Regions from separate parts of the Capra hircus genome. Here region 2 is linked to region 1. Evidence: chromatin contacts called from public Hi-C data. All regions are on one chromosome and are shown on one strand. The core of a region is the stretch at or near the end of the contact, and the rest is flanking DNA. Distances in the headings are between cores, read along the strand shown. Region 1 has its middle 6.2 kb from the start of TRNAD-GUC. Region 2 holds the start of BIRC2 (baculoviral IAP repeat-containing protein 2).

Region 1 (5,845 bases), core at 2,266-4,765:
AAAGACGGTTGCCTTTTCCTTCTCCAGGGGATCTTCCCAACCCAGGGACTGAATCTGGATCTATTGCCTTGCAAGCAGATTCTTTACCATCTGAGACTAAATCCAGTTCCCTCCTCCCCCATGTGAATCATCTTTTTAAAAGTTTATTATCTTTTCTGATTATAACGCTAATACATTTGTACTCATAAAATTATAAACTATGAATAGGTAGGATAACGATGATGACAGCTGACGTATTTTGCGTATGTACTGTGTGCTCAACACTCTTCTAAGCGCTTCATATGGATCACCATGGAGTAGCATCGCCTCTGTTTGTTACTGATGAGACTGAGAGGCACAGGGTACTCACACTGGTTTCCCAAGATCACACCACCAAAATATAATAGCGAATAATCATGTCATCCGGATGCAATCATCATTTTGGAGAGTTTTTTTCGATGCTTTTCTATCATTAAATCCTTTAAATGATATTTTGAATCACTATTTTGTAACATGCCTGTTATATGTAACTTTATTACAGACATGTAACTTTATTGCATGATAGATTTCCATGACAATAAACAAACATTTATACCATTTTTATGATTGCACAGTGAAGTACAGTATTTTAAACATTATACAGTATTTTAAACAATGTTGAGGTGAACATCTATTTATTCACTTTCTATTCACTTGGTCTGATATTTTACCTTGACACAAAATTCAAGAAGCACTGTCAGTGAGTCATTTCAACAGATCAAGAGTACATCTCGGCTGACTTTATTCAAAGGACTAAGAGATAAGTTTTTTTAACTTTTTTAATGTATTTCTTCTTTGTATTCCTTTTCTAAATTGAACACTAATAACATTTATAACTGTTTTCCCAGTTGAGCAAAAAACCAAACCTTTATATTCTGTCTTTTCCAGTCAAACTATTAGTTAATTCTTCAAAAGTAAGCACAATACATTTTACCTTGGGCTGGCCCGGCTTCTTCACGTTTGTGACACTTGAAACACTCAACAATGAACTTTGGTTTAGAGCTGATTCTAGCACCTTCTAGTGGTAACAAGGAGAAACCTAGGGAAGATAGTTTGGGTTGCTTCTTTTTTAAAGCAAAAAAAAACCCCATAAACATCAATCTGTAGCTTCGTGGTATTTTTACTTTTCTTTTCTTCAGATAGCTGCAGAGACTGTGAAACTCAAAAAAAAATAAATAAATAAAACACACACACACCCCACTAAAATAGTGTGAAGTCAATCTGGGACATAAACTTCATCATAAAGGTCAAGATGTTTCAGGAAATTTTAGGTGCTTTTTTTTTCTAGGTGGCAACTTTTCACAATGTCTCAGATTTTTGAACAGCTGCTTTACACTGTAATTGTCTTTGTGGTTAATTACTTTTTATATAGCCTCCAGCTCGGCATTGTACTGACTTATGTTTGAACAGAAATGCTGATGGGACAGTATTGTGCTAAATCACATCCATCTGGCAACAAGAATAGAAGATGTGGCATTGCACATTTAGGAACAAAAGAAAGGCAATCTGGCCTTACTAAGACTGGAAAGCACTGGAGAAGAATTCGCCCACTGCTTCTCCCAACATCATTTCCTGTACCGGACAGCACCCAGATCTTTCCCCGCATTAGGGTGGACAGTTTAAATACCATGATGAAGATTTTCTTTTTGATGTGGTTCAGAACTTTGGGCATAATTAATCTGACATTTCCCTTGTATGGAAAATCTTCCTAATTTTTTCTTAGTTGCTTGTGACTTTGAAAATGTCACGAGAGAGGGTTTTATTGTTCTGAGAACTGGATCTGAGACTACAGCAGGACCATGATCACGGGTGGATTTGAGGATGAGGGAAATTTTAACTACCTCTGGCTGTGTCCTTTCTGTTTCTATCACATTCCTCCCCGCCAGAAGCTCGGGCAACCTCTCTCCCTCTTCTTGATACCACAGGAAGTCAGGGACATGAGCGGTTCACCTATGGTTGGCTCAGAATCTCCTCTTCACAGCAGAGAACACGGCCACTGCGTGGTACAATCCACCCCTTCCTCCCTGGCAGGAGGTTGTGATGAAAGGACAGTTGTTGCTGTGCAGAAGTCACCCACTGCTATTACTGGTGTTGTGTACATTTCTCTGTGTCATTGGTGTTTACGAAGGGCTCTCTTTTATTTTAGGGATTGGTGACGCTACCATGAAAAGACAGATACAATCCTGACCTTAGTGTACTTACATTGTAGTTGCTGCTGAGTTGCTTCAGTCGTGTCCAGCTCTGTGTGACCCCATAGACGCCAGCCCACCAAGCTCCTCCATCCCTGGGATGCTCCAGGCAAGAATACTGGACTGGGTTGCCATTTCCTTCTCCACATTGTAGTTGCGGAGGTGCAGAAATAAACAAGTGTGCTCAGAAAGAAAAGAAACAGGAGGGCAGGTAGATAGCAGTGATTCTAGAGAACTAGTCAGAGAAGTCCCTCTGAGGATATTTGAGCTGAGACCTGAAATGACAGGGTGAGCCGTGTTGGGAGGGAAGGGGGCTAGAGAGGCCCCGGGCAGCACTCCTGCGTTGCCTCAGCCACTGCCTCCTCTCTGCTTGCTCTGTCCTCTGCCTGGAACTTTCTCTTCTTTCTGCACTTCCAAAGTCACGTCCGTCCTTCCAATCCCCAGCGTCACATTCTTAAAAATGTTCTCAGGAAACTCTTACAGCTACTGCTCCTCACTCTGGGTCCAAACAAAATTTTCTTTATACCTCTGTCACAGAGAAGGGGAAAGGAAGAAGTATTTTTTGACCACCTACTGTGGGCCAGGAACTGTACTAAATTATACACACACACACACACACACATATATATATATAACTGTCCTAAAGCATACAAACACACATATATAACTATACTAAAGTATATATATATATATATATATATATATATACTTTGTATATACTGGGATTCCCTTGTAGTTCAGTCCGTAAAGAATCTGCCTGCAATGCAAGAGACCCAGATTTGATCCCTGGGTTGGGAAGATCCCCTGGAGAAGTAAATGGCATCCCACTCCAGTATCCTTGGCTGGAAAATCTCATGGACAGAGGAGCCTGGTGGGCTGTAGTCCATGGAGTTGCAAAGAGTCAGGCACAACTGAGCGACTAACACTCACTTACTTACACACACACACACACACACACACACACACACACACACACACACACATATATATAGTGGTTCAGTGAAGGCTGTGCTTCCACTATGAGGCTTAGGGCTTTACTGTGCCCCATTTTATTGGCTTGAAAAATTAGGGAGTTGGAACAGAACAGATAATATCTAAGATTAATTACAAAGAAAAATTCCTGTGTACTTTTCCAACCGCTAGCATTCTGAGGGCTGGCTGGGGGACAAAGTTTCAGCCAGGAGGGGGCAGGATCATGGAGGTCTGGACACGTGTGATTGATGTGGTCGGGGCACACCCGTCAGTAGGGACTGTTTCAGCGCTGTGGAGATGCGCCGCACAGACCCAAGAAAAGACTGCCACCCAGTGGCAGCTCCCTGGAACTTACCAACCACCCATCCAGTATCTTTCATGATGTCTGCTAGTGTCAGGTACTGGGTAACAGCAGACGGTGAACAGGAGAGACTCGAAAGCCTCAGTCCTAGTGAGACTTTCATTCTAACAGGGCACAGACTAGTTCCAAGCCCTACAGAGTAGTGTAGCCCTCCACAGCTGATTCAGCACAGCTATCACAGACTTGGAAGCCTCAAATTAAGATAGCACACTACTTGTTCACTGTTTAAAGTGAAGTTTTCTGTTAATAGAGAAAAGATGCACACACTACTTGTTGGGGAAAATGGCTTCTGAATGAGCCAGCTTGGAAGTTCCTCTTGCATGATATTTTTTAAACTACTTTATACCACGTCAATGGCACCCCACTCCAGTACTCTTGCCTGGGAAATACCATGGACGGAGGAGCCTAGTAGGCTACAGTCCATGGGGTCTCAAAGAGTCGGACACGACTGAGCAACTTCACTTTCACTTTTCACTTTCATGCATTGGAGAAGGAAATGGCAACCCACTCCAGTGTTCTTGCCTGGAGACTCCCAGGGATGGGGAGCCTGGTGGGCTGCCGTCCATGGGGTTGCACATGACTGAAGCGACTTAGCACGTCAAGTACTTTCTCTTTCTTCAATTCTTAAAATTTCTAAGACCATATACTATTTTTAAAGTGTGTTTAAATGGGTTTCTTATACTATGGAACATCGCGTGGAAAAATAATAAACTACAAATTAAATATTTTACTATTAATGAACATGAGACTTTAGGCGTTTTATTCTCATAATAGAGAATCTGACTCCATTTTTCATGTTTGCCGACAAATGTTGAGCCTCACTACTTCCTTCTCTTTGCCCCACATCTGGGAAAGTTATAAGAAGTCCTGGTGCTTCCTCTTCTGGTACTGAAGGCAAGTTCAGTGCAAGCCTTGGCCCTCATCAGGATCCCTCCTCTTGATCCCAGTAAAAACAGTCAGTTTCCTATCCCTGCTCTCTCAGGTAGCCATTCATGGACTGGCTCAGAAGCCACTCTGTTCTCCCCAGAACGGCTCATTCTGAGCTTAATAAACCTTCACAAGCAATCTTGAGAAAGAAGAACAAGCTTGAGGCATCACATTCCATGATTTCAAACTATGTTACAAAGTTATAGTAACTGAAACTGTATGATGCTGGCATAAAAACAGACACACAGATCAATGGAACAGAATAGAGAGCCCCAAAATAAACCCATACCTATGTGGGCAATTAATCTATGGCAAAGGAGTCAAGAATATACAATGGGTATGGACATTCTTTTCAACAAATAATTTTGGGAAACTGGCCTGTCATATGCAGAAGAATAAAAGTGGACCATATCAATACCATACACAGAAATAAACTCAAAATGAATTAAAGACTCAAATGAAAGACCTAAAACCATAAAATTCCTAGAAGAAAACTTAAGCAGTAAACTCCTTGAGAGAAATCTTGGTGACGATATTTTTAATCTGACACCAAAAGCAAAACTAAACAAGCAGGGTTAGGTCAAACCAAAAAACTTCTGCACAGGAAAAGAAACCATCAACAAAATGAAAAGGCAACCTATTGAATGCAGAAAATACTTGCAAATCATATATCTGAGAAGGGGTTAGTATCCAAAATATATAAAGAACTCATACAACTCAATAGTAAAATAACAAAAGCAAGCAAACAAACAGGAAAACCAAACAATCTGATGAAAAAATGGGCAGAAGATCTGAGTAGACATTTTTTCCAAAGAAAATAAACAGATGGCCAACAAGCACATGAAAAAGTGGTCAATACCACTAATGATCAGGAAAGTGAAACCAAAACCACAATGAGATATCACCTTGCTTCTGTCAAGATGGCTAAAATCGAAAAGACAGAAAATAACAAGTGTTGACAAGAATTTGGAGAAAAGGAAACCATAGTACACTGTTGGTGGAAATGCAAAGTGGTACAGCCAGCATGGGAAACAGTATGGAGCTTCTTTTAAAAAATTAAAAATAGAACTACTGTTTGATCTAGCAGCTCCACTTCTGGTTATTTAGCTGAAGAAAAGAACACACTAACTCGAAAGTGATATATATGCACTCCTCAGGTTTGTTGCATCATTATTTGCAACAGCCAAGATATAGAAGCAACCTGTGTCCATCAACAGATGAACAGATAAAGACGGTGTATACAATAGAATATTATTCGGCCAAGTAAAAGAAGGGAATATTGCCATTTGTGACAATATGGATGAACTGTGGGGGCAGCCCACAAAGTGAAATAAGTCAGACAGAGAAAGACAAATATCATATGATCTCATTTATATGC
Region 2 (5,845 bases), core at 1,593-4,092, 71 kb before region 1:
TTGTTGCCACTTGTCCAATTTGACAAGACTGTGCTATCTTCCATCACACTCTTAATTTTTCGATATGAGGGATCCAGGACAAGTCTTTGGGAGGTAGTTTTGTGCATGAGTGATTTTTACTTTTTGACAGCAAAAATCCTTTACATGAAATTTTTCTTCTCTTCACATTAGATTTTTTTTTTTTTACCATAAAAAAGAATCAAACGATAGGCTCCTACTTACATAAAATTCACTACACCTTCTTTACTGGATTTACATCTGAATTTACACTCAGGTAGGATGACTCTCTCTCCTATATTATCAAAATACTATTTAATACTCTTTAGGACTATATTAACTCAAGTGCTATCTCTGTTCACTATTTGGTATAATACTAAACAGACTGAAAGAAGTTGAGACACTTTTGAAAATATAACACTCCTTGATTTTTCAAGGAAGTTTATATTCCCAAAATTCTAAACAAAGACACAATACTTATGCCTTTTATTTGCTTTTGGTTACAAATTACAAAGCCTGGATATCAAGCCAATTAATGGCCATCCTACAAGAGAAAAAAACTATATGCAGACTTCTTTCCCTCCAAGCACTTTAGTATATTTTTTATAAAAAAATCTTTTATTCTAGTAAACAATAAGTCTTCATATGGTCACATTATCTAAAGGCTAATTTCACATAGCTTATCATCATAGTATTTACTTAAGAAAGTTAAAGTAGCTTCAGTTAACAATTTTGGAGGATGTCAACACTTACAAGCATTGCTGAACCTAAATCTGTTATACTGTGCACGATGTTAAAACTCACCAGCTGCTAACTCATCTTTGTTAATACTGTCTATATTTGTTTTCATTTTCTGCACCATTAATATTATGTTGTCTTTCTTCCTAACTTTGCATACCACTTTATTATATTTGGTCAACTGAAGGTATTGTCTCCATAAACTTAACTAGTTAATCATAAAGTTTCTACAGCAGAACCTTTTTACATAATTTGTCTTTCATTTAAGAATCATGCACCTATAATATCACTCATTTTGTTTTTAAAGGTAAATCAAGTTTATCAAGATACAGCTTGACTGTTCTAGTATTATCACAAATGCCTAACAAGATACTCTACCACCAACACTGCTCATGCATAATATGCCACTAATTCTACTAGCAGCAGCAGCCTTGTTTCTGAAAACCCTTCATATTTTAAAAGTATAAGTCATACACAAAATTACACTCTGCAGAATTCAAACTATATCCCTTTATAAAGTTTCTGGGTGTCCATAATGGGATTTATTACTGCAGGGGAAAAAGTGAGGGGGAAAAATGTAGATCTTCAGGGCTGTAAATCTGAAAAGGAAAAACAAAGGCTATTTTAGAAAACTGCATTTTCACCGTGAATACAATTTATATATTCCTTTCAACTTATTCAATAAATTCTAAAAGCGATTTACTTTAGATAATACATCTTAAATTTCAGCAATTTGTCACCAAAACTAATTAGAAAATCTCTTTATCAAAATAAATGCAATATATTGCCCATAGCATTAAATATGCATTTCTTTTAACGTACAACTTTGAAGAAAGATGGACACAGAAACCTATTTTGTTCTTGGTCTCCTCTCTTCCTCTGGTGACAACTTTAATACATACTTTAAGGATAATATCTCTGGCAGTTTGCTAGAGGCAAAGGGGCACTAGTGCTGAAAGAGAGGGCACCCATCAGCAACAGTGCAGCAGTTATTTAGGCGATTTAATACACACAACCCATTCCAGTATTGCCTGGAAAATTCCATGGACAGAGCAGCTTAGCGGGCTACAGCCTCTGGGGTCGCAAAGAATCGGACACGAGTGCGCGCTCACAATGTTCTTTATTCTTTAATATCAAGTTTCTCCAGAACTCGGAAAACTCACCAGTGAGAGTAAAATGTGTCAGGAACTCGTTAATACATGATGACCCTTTTAACTCTACAACGCCCTACAACGCCCTTACAATCCAAAGGAGCAGCCACAGAAAGTAGCTCAAAAACAACACACCCCACAACGGCTCTGTGAAACACTGGCCTTGGGAATGCGACCCCTTGCAAGAAAGCTTCTGTTATACCAGAACTTGGCGTTCTGTCTTAAAAGACTTTTGTCCACCGCCACCCTACAGTGGTTTGCCCTCTTAAAGCAAACTTGCGGCTTCGGGGGTTGAGGCCGAGAGACAGACTGCAAGGGAAAAGAAGGGAAACCGGAGTTTTAATTTCCCAGCGCTATTTCTCACAACACAGTGGACCACGAAAGTGGCAGAGCGCGGCTGGAGCGATCTGAAACAGGAGACCCCGCTCCCACCGACTGTTCTCCTTCGAACACACTAAACAAAACACCACCGAGGGCTAAGTTTAAAACCCTGCAGAAGCTTGACCAACATCTTGGGCTGAGTCCAATGGCCACAAAAGTGGGCGGCGGCCAGCGGAGGCTTGCCAGCAGGTCAATTTAAAAAATTTACTTTCGACTGCAACTTTTGGAGTTGGGGCTTCCGAATGAAACAGAATCTGCAAGAGGAGACCGGAGAGCTCGCTGCGACCCCCTAGCTCCCGGTCGATGGGCCCCGGCCCTGTCATCCCAATCCTCCCAAGCCCCACAGGCCCGCGCGCCCCCAGCCGCCTCGCACCGCGGGGCCCGGAAGGAGCTGCACTCACCGCAAGGCCGACGCAGCAAACGCGGAAACGGCTTAGCCTCCCGGAGCCTCCTCGGCCCCTTGAACAACGACGCCGGCAGAAGGGGGCGGCCGGGTGGCTGGGCTCCAGCGCGCCACAGGCTCCCCGCCCGCGCGAGGCCCACGCCGACGCCCGCTGACGTCAGCGCGCCGGCCGGGATCACGTCACGCAGCCCGAGGGCGCCGGGGTGGCTGAGGGCGGAAGTGCGAGTCTGGCGCGGCTCGGGGAGTGCGCGCGGGCGGGAGGGCCCGGCCATAGGTCAGCTGGCGGGGGCTACGAGCCGGGCCTCAGCTTGGTAATCGGACCTTTCATCTCGCGGCGTGGGCACTTTTGACGTTTCGTTCCCTCGCCGTTCCTGACCTTCTCCTGATGGGCACGTGACGAAGCGCGAGCCGCAGGAAGCCCTGCAGAAACGCCCCCGTTCGGGCGAAGCGCCTCTCCCCGGCGTCGCGCGTTCGGGGTCCGGCTCGGGCCGACTCCGAGTGAGGCCTCCCGTCAGCGCGGGTGACCATGTCCGGGGTGGAGGCAACCTGCCGGCGTTTGGGCTTCCATTAAATGAATAGTTGTAACGGTCTCAGCGGCTGCGTACCGTCAACCTTCGACAGCTGGCCGTGGAAATGGAAAAAAAGTGTTGGACGGCAGAACAGCATCAGAGAATAAATTTTATAATCAGACACTGTATCTTTTATTTTTAAACATTTGTTTTTCTGTCCTGGAGGCGGAATAACTGACGAAAGTGTTCTAATTTCAGAAAGTCATCACGAGCAACAGGAACCACGTTTCAGACTAGGCCTCACTCCTTTTTTTAATCTGAATGTGGCTAGGATGGAATGTATACATTCATACATTGTTGTTCTGTCGCCAAGTCGTGTCTGATTCTTCGCAACCCTATGGACTGTAACACAGCAGGCCTGCCTGTCCCTCACCATCTCCGCAGAGTTTGCCCAAGTTCATGTCCATTGAGTTGGTGATGCTAGCCAACCGTCTCATGCCCTGTGGCGCTTTTCTTCTGCCCTCAATCCCAAAATCAGTCAGGGTCTTTTCCAATGAATGGGTACATTCATACACATGTATATGTTAGTCGTGAAGGAACCACAGAGGAGCCTTTATCAGTGACGTTTATATAGTTAAGTGACATGTTCGTATAGTTAAATGATAAAAATCGTAAAAGCAAAATCTTGGTTTGCTCCCCTCTCTAGCAGTTTGTGAACACAGTGGCATACAGTAAATATTTGCTATATTGCAGCAAGGGAATTTTTTAGTTTATGTTTTGTGAAGACTCTCTTTGTGAATGATATCAGATGATTTCTTCTCTCAGGGGAACCCCAGGGGGGGCAAATATTTCAAAAACTTCCAAATAAGCTACTTAATTAGGCAGCCGGGGGAATTCCAAAACCCTGAACCATTTCCCATTTCCTGTCCCTGTCATTTCTGCCTGCCAGTCAATCACAGAACAGCAAGGCTTCTGTTCAAGTGTTAGTAGTAAAAAGAAAGTATTCATAACAGATTGTGATACAGAGAAAAGAAATGCCGTGACTCCCAATGACTAAAAACTTCCAAATATGCACATGAGTTCAGTATTTAGTTCAAGTTACAATTTCTCTGAAAGTTACCCAACTTTCTTTTTATGTGTGGGAAAATAAATATAGCAAGAACTGTTCATTCTGGATTCAAGACTATTTCTCATTTTCAATTCTTGTCCTAACCAAAACAGTATAAGGGAAAATTCGTATTTCAAAAACTGAAAGTCCATAGACATTTCCAAAAAAACCTGTGTAATAACATTCAGGTATAATAACTATAACTTTAACCATGTATAACCTTGTGCTGCTGCTGCTAAGTCACTTCAGTCATGTCCGGCTCTGTGCGACCCCATAGACAGCCGCCCACCAGGCTCCCCTGTTCCTCAGATTCTCTAGGAAAGAATACTGGAGTGAGTTGCCATTGCCTTCTCCAGCATAACCTTGTAGTTGAATGTTAAATTTATTGTTGCCCACTTACTCAGTTAATCTTTTTAATATTTACAGTGTAGAATTGCTGGTGATTTTTTAAAATAAGGTGTGTATTTTTACTGAGGTTGCTATCCTAATATTTTTCACATATATGTCAACAACATATTTACAGGATCCAAGACAATTTTGAAGAATATAAGATTGAAGGGACTTATCCATGAGATAATGAGTTATACAGTAAAGTCATAGTAATAAAGATAGTACTGAGTTAGCACAAGAATGGACAAATAAAGGAACAAGATACAGTGCCTAGAAATATATATATGAACCTGACGTTGGTATTATATTACATATCATTGAGAAAAGGACTTAACTGGTCAATAAATAATAATGAGTGATTACGCTAATGAAAAATAAAATTAAGTGGTGACCTAAACTGTTTAAAAAAAAAAGTTCTAATGGGTAAAAACCCTAAAGGGAACAGCTATTTATATGAATCTAGGGATTTTAACACTTTGTGAGTTATAATCCTTTGCACTTATTCTCAATAGTCCAATGGGAGCTTATTTATGTTGGCTTTTGAGTCCTTTTTTAAAAATTTATGTGTATATTTTAATTATTTATTTGACTGTGCTGAGTCTTACTTTTGGCTCACAGAATCTTCGATATTTGTTGCAGCATGCAGGACCTTTAGTTGTAGCAAACCCAGGCCCCTGCCTTGAGAGCATAGAGTCTTAGCCACTAGACCACCAGGGAAGTCATTCCTGAGTCCTTTAGAAATGGCCCTGGTAGTCTTTGATTGCTTTCAATACTGGCTTTGTACATCTCTTACCCAGTAATTATAACGAGCCATTTATTCAAAGTGCTTTGTTTCCTTCAGTGGGAAATGATATTTAAGACCATAATCTAACTGTCTGTGGTACTGTTATTCAGTTGTGAAACCATTTGATGTCATATCAGGGGCTCTGTGTCTCAGTGCAGAATTCAGTGAGAGGCAAAGTGATAGCTAAAAGGTGATTTATTAGAATAACATGCTTGTGAGGCTCACAAGCAGGCAGGCAAGGGGGTGCCATGCCCCAGGATCTTACTGGGCTAGAGTTTTATAATCAAAGGAAAAATGAAAGAGGGAGAAGAACTTCTTTGTCTTTCTTGAGTAGACCTCAGAGTACTTTCCATTGAATAGACTTTATTGGGGGGGGGGCTCCAA

What was found. A called contact is a pair of places that touch in the nucleus more often than the background predicts.
Region 2: a contact with region 1 is called in a Hi-C map of blood, with 4 times the contacts expected there. The contact joins the promoter of BIRC2 here to the enhancer-like site in region 1. A contact is called at or near these places in 2 of 5 Hi-C or Micro-C datasets (both in blood).

The regions. Positions count from the first base shown.
Region 1 is chr15:76,031,316-76,037,160 of ARS1.2, reverse strand. No RefSeq gene overlaps it. Among named protein-coding and RNA genes, the nearest start is that of TRNAD-GUC, 6.2 kb to the right of the region's middle. Within about 2 kb of position 3,515, at least 1 of the 5 cell types and tissues checked has an H3K27ac peak or open chromatin away from gene starts, as enhancers often do.
Region 2 is chr15:76,101,628-76,107,472 of ARS1.2, reverse strand. BIRC2 (baculoviral IAP repeat-containing protein 2) reads right to left here and starts at 2,842. Exons shown (of 8, transcript XM_018059895.1): 1 at 2,669-2,842; 2 at 1-1,334. The coding sequence starts at 107.